Linked DNA regions of Zea mays: region 2 is linked to region 1. A link is a contact called in public Hi-C data. All regions are on one chromosome and are shown on one strand. The core of a region is the stretch at or near the end of the contact, and the rest is flanking DNA. Distances in the headings are between cores, read along the strand shown.

Region 1 (2,768 bases), core at 99-2,598:
TGTGCCACTTTCTTAATTTGTTTCCTCATGGTGATAATTTCAGTAAGTATCATGTGCCGAAGAAATCATAAGTCATTCACATAAAACAAAAGGAAAGAACATCACAATAATTTATGATACCTTCTTTTCTGGAGGAAAATTATTTAACTTCAAGAACATGGCTGCCGCAAACGATGATGTAAAAATCTCTTCCTACAACAAAGTAACAAATGATTACAATACAAAACAAATTTATTACTGGAAGAGTCTCCGCTCAGACCAAAACATACCTCAGTAACTTCAAGTCCAAGTGATCTGAATTTCTTTGAGTATTGCCTTCTCGACTTTCTAGAGTTGTTTGTTACAAAAACTAATTTCTTTCCCTGCACCAAGCCAATACATGCACTATTACTCAATTAATAAATTTCATAATCTGTATATACCTTTTTCTATAAACCAATAAGCCACCGAGTACTAGAGCAATGTCTTAAATAATGGCGCAACAAAGATCACATCTTGGTTAATGAGGTGAGTTCATCATGCTAGAATTCACATAGAAAAAAGATATAGGCCTATTATCCTTGTTTCAGACAGGAGTTATGTAGATGAACAAAACCAGAATAACTTTAAAGCAATGTAGTAGTAGTAGTGTCAATGATTTTCATTTCATTACGGTATCTGGTGCCTGGTGTGGTGTGGTTGCACTTACTGCCTGTCTCTATTTTAGCTTAAATAGATGCAACTTTGGAGAACCAGATTCTTCAAAGCCCCAATCAATCTAGAACCAGTTTTTTTTTTTAAGGCACGACAAAACAAGCTAGCCCTTAATTATGTACTTGTTTTGATCATTTGGCATTTATTTGCCTGACAGTTGAACTATTGAAAATGAGGAAACGAATTCAATACTTAAATAGTAATAAAGGGATGTTCCCATACCAGTTTCCTCAGTAGCTCCATCGTCTCTGGGACCCCTTCAATGAGCTTATCTCCCTTCCAAATGACCCCTAGACAAATTCAGAGAAGCAATTAGAATTACCGGTCAGAGCGAAGCAGGGGTCAAAATCTGAAGCGAAGAAAAAAAAACAGACAAACAAAATGGAGAAAGGTGAACAATCAGATACCATCGCAGTCGAAGAGGAAGGCGTCGACGGAATCTACGAGGGATCGGGCAGTGTCGGCGGTGAGGACGACGCAGCGAGGGTCCGGACGGCCGTTGGCCATGGGCAGTGGCGGAGCTGGTGAAGTTTCACGCCTAGGGCCACTAGTAGTTAAATTAAGCACCTAGTAATTTTGTCGGCCGGCGCTAATGCGGTGGGGAGGGGGACACGACGGTATCGCGGCCGGCGCTCGGCGCTGGTGGTGGTGGGTGCACGCTGTGTCATCGTTTAGGTGTCTGGGCCGGTAGTGGTAAAGAACTTGGCCCAACAGAATTGGGTTGGATTTAGTGCACATTTGGCGAGGCTTCTCTTCAGCGACTTCAGCTGCTTCATGTTTAATAAAACACAAAATATATATGTTCTATTGGTTATGTGAGTGAATATGTAGACAACTTAAGTTTCAACCTTCACTTGTGCATAATTTTACCTTATTTTTGTATAAAACGAGGAGGAGAAGAGTGACGCGCAACGACTACGAAACCATAGAAGTTGATGCTTTATATAGTAGATAGATGGAGAAATTGTACCAAACATTATTTTTACATGGCTTTTAGAAAAAAAAAACACTTCTCTTTTTTCTATTAGATAGGTGAAACCAAAAATGGTTTAACAAACCAATACCTTATCACCGACTATTTGCCTCACCAAATCGCTCCTACTCATCCTTTTCGTCTGTTTCAAAACTGAGACAACACACCTAATTAAGGGACAAGCAAAATGGTTAAGAGAAGTTGTACCCGAAATTGATAATGGTTGACAACAACAATAATCATTTAAATAGTTCACTCATATGACAACGGGTTAAGTGTGCTGCCAAACACCTTGACACAAGGTTATATGTTGTAAGGAGAAAGTCCAGAATCATACTAAAATATTGAACATATAAGTAACAAGCAAGTGCTTGCGGATCCTCTTACCAAAGGCTTACCACCCAGTGCGTTCACAGTCAACAATAGGTTTATGGTATAGCATATGTTTTTTGGGCAATAAAAGGACCCAAAGTTAAAATATCTGTTTCAGACCAGAGATGCGTATTGTAGCTGTTAAGTCTATCGACGATTGACCGTGAATGAAGCATGCTCTACACACTAATCTGTAATGGAATATGAAAAAAATAAAAGGTATAAAGTTGAAAGTATAAGATGAAATCAAGGGTGAGAATGTTGGAATTAATCTTCACCAGTTAGCCCAACGGAGAACTGGGCTCTTGACCTCACACCCTGATCGGGGGCGTCTACACCAAGACGAGGTTGGTGGAGGTTGGTGGACCCCTGATGCGCAGCCTATAAATAGAGAGGTGGAAGTTGACGGCTCGACAAGAGGTTCGCAGTCACTGTATCGTCTACAGTTTCCCACCTCACACCCTAGACTGATCTAGAGTGATGCTGTCAGCAACGGGAACTACATCACCGTCGACGTCGAGCTCGCTTCCCCGACCGTCGCTGCCCTAGCGCAGATCTTTAACGACGAACGTGATGACATTGATTTGTATCTAGTTGTTAGGTTTCTTGGGGATATCAAAAAGATCTGGGCATCGCCACCACCACACTGTGTGTGTGCGGGCGCTAGCTTGTGTTATATTATGGTCATCATCGCCATGCTGTAGCATACATCTGCGCTGTTGTATACTTA
Region 2 (2,762 bases), core at 75-2,574, 280 kb after region 1:
TTAAGTGGTACCGAACTCCTCGATAAGGGGCAATGAATGATGGTGTATTTGCATATCCACCATCGACAAGATAAAACTTTCCTTCTGGCACATGGAATCCTCTGTCAAGTGCTGAACGAAGAACCCCGACATCTGCTGCGGATCCTTCCCATCCACACGAAATGAAGGTAAAGTTTAGATTAAAATCGCAAGCTACCATAACATTATGGGATAAAGACCCTTTCCTATTTCTGTATGGAGCAGCCTTGTCTTCTGAGATAGTGATAGGAATATGAGTACCGTCTATGGCACCAATGCAATTCTGCATGTTAGGAAAGAGACAATTAGAGGCATAAAAACCTAAGAAGGAATTAGAAATTCTTGGGTTTTATGTCTACCTGGAAAAAAGGCATGAAACGGGAGTCGGTTACAATTTTGATGTGAGTCTGTACTGAACTTGGAAGCTTTACAAACCTACTTGTCAAGGCTGGAATTATATCAAAGACTTCATTTATCTTCCTGTGAATGGTTTCACCACTGTGTTGAAACCATTTTTGCATATCTTGATTAGTAGCATTATGCGAGATCATGTACATAAACATGCCAAACTGTTCCTCAACAGTAACACCTCGTGTGTCATGTAGAAGATCCTCAGCTCTAAGAAAAGCTACTATCGCTCTGAAAATATTTGGCTCCATCCTAAACTCAACTTTGCTCCAAATTTCATGCCCTTCTAGAACTTCCTTAATCTTCATAGCGCCAGTAAGAGAAGAAGTATGGACTGCCCTTTTCTCTTCTTGCATGGCCGCGAGAACAGCAGGGACAATTACTAAGAAGAGTTCATCATCATCTTCTTCCTGGTCTAAAAGAAATTGTCTAGCATCCTCCTCCCAGGAACTCATTATCTATTATGTATAGAGAGATATAATTATCACGACTAGCTTGGCATTCAGATATATAATTCAAACACAAGAAACGCTAACTGATGACCTCAGCATAGTATGTACGACATATTAAATAAGAAAATCAAATTAACATACACAAGAACAGAAACAAACATAAATTCAATAAGCAGACTACACAATGACATAAATGCAGCAAACAAACAAACATAAATTAGCATAAATGCAGACTACACATAAAGTGTGTATGAGATAGCCTAACCATATTACACCGAGCAAAGCAAAGCTGCGTGACGCGGAGAGGACGGCGTTGGCGTAGAAGATCCCGCAGCTGTCGTTTTCAACCCTTGGAAGAGGAGGGAGGCCGGAGGCGGGCCGAGAGACGGCCCCGTTTCCTTCTCTTCTACCTCCCTCCCTCACCTAGTTGAGTTTCCTGCCTTTGGCTTCCCCCATCTCCTTTCCTCTTCCGTCTCGGCGTTTCCGTCTCCACCTCCGCCTCCGCCTTCCCTCCTCGCCTCGCCACGCCGCATTTGCATTTCCGGATCCCCTCCTCTCGCACTACCCATTCCCCTCCGCCGCCGTCTCACGCGCCCGCAACCCACCCGGACTCCCTCTTCGATCTCGCCCCGATTCCCCCGCTCGCGCCCCCAACCCGATTCGTCCCTCTCACGCGCGCGCGGGTGGGAAGACAGCGATGGCTTGGGGCGGGGGCCTCTCTCCCCGCCGCGGGTGACCTCTCCTCGCGCGGGGAGCCCTCCCGCGTGCCCACGCGGAGGATCCCGTCGCGGCTGGTGCACTACCACCTCCTCTCCATTCGCCACTCCCCCGTGCTCTCTCGCGCGTCCCCTCGACCATAGGGTTTGCTCCCTTCCTTCCTCGCCGCCCGATTTGATCTCGTCCCTTCCGGGCTCCGGCTAGGCTGCTCCGTCTCTCCTCCTCCGCCATGTTCTCGCACGGCGCTGATTCCGCCCACGACGCCGGGACCGTTGGCGTCAGCAGCGGCGTCGGGGCCACCGTCCCCGCCCGCTTCGTCTGGCCCTACGGTGGGAAGAGGGTCTTCGTCTCAGGCTCCTTCACCAGGTTGAGTTGAGTTGTTGCTTATATGTTCCAACAATTCCCCACCGATTTTTCGCTGCCTGCTGTAGCAGTATGCTTGCATGTACTTATCTACACGCGATTCCACCTACTTACTCGTGCTATGTTAGTAGAGCAGTGTTATGTTAATAGAGTAGATGCTCTCGCTCGTGCACAACTAGTTTGATGGCTGCCCTTATCCATTGCTTCAGGCGTTTGCTTCCCAATCGAATGAATCTGACCATATGTACGCATTCCTCACCGTGTATATAGTTGTATTCTTGGTTTAATCATCCTAAGGTTTTATCCTGGCTTTCCTGCAATTGATGCATGCATATAGATAGATTTATGCCTCTGCTATGCTCCTTTAATGGGTGCAGTATAAATGTGATCTATCTGATGTCATGCATGATAGGGAACCATAGCTTACTCAATCAATGCAGCTCCCCTCAAACATGGGGCTATATCAGTTATTTATCCTTACGTGGTCAAGGCAGAATTGTTTGGCTTTACTTCTCCCTACCATTCGCTAACTTGCAATACCCCCTGAATTGTTGCTATTCTGCTGTACCTAAGAGCTATGCCTTTTGTCGTAGGTGGTCGGAACATTTGCCGATGTCTCCTGTCGAAGGCTGCCCCACTGTATTTCAGGCTATTTGCAGCCTGTCTCCAGGGATTCATGAGGTTCCCCTTCTTTATCTCTGGCTGCTTAACTGTTGTCCTGTTCCTGCTGTGCTATTTACTGCTTCGTTTATTATGACTCTATTCATGTTCTGGTGTTGCATGTCACCATCTATATTCGTAACT

What was found. A called contact is a pair of places that touch in the nucleus more often than the background predicts.
Region 2: a contact with region 1 is called in a Hi-C map of tassel, with 2.6 times the contacts expected there. The contact joins the promoter of LOC541867 here to the promoter of LOC100191272 in region 1. A contact is called at or near these places in 2 of 25 Hi-C or Micro-C datasets (ear and tassel).

Annotation. Positions count from the first base shown.
Region 1 is chr1:306,178,513-306,181,280 of Zm-B73-REFERENCE-NAM-5.0, forward strand. LOC100191272 (4-nitrophenylphosphatase) reads right to left here and starts at 1,349. Exons shown (of 11, transcript NM_001136706.1): 1 at 1,101-1,349; 2 at 916-983; 3 at 270-362; 4 at 121-192. The coding sequence starts at 1,200.
Region 2 is chr1:306,462,394-306,465,155 of Zm-B73-REFERENCE-NAM-5.0, forward strand. LOC541867 (AKINbetagamma-1 protein kinase) reads left to right here and starts at 1,325. Exons shown (of 13, transcript NM_001111535.2): 1 at 1,325-1,961; 2 at 2,552-2,639. The coding sequence starts at 1,825. It overlaps LOC103644335, which reads right to left and starts at 1,079. Exons shown (of 4, transcript XM_020544673.1): 1 at 651-1,079; 2 at 450-453. The coding sequence starts at 881.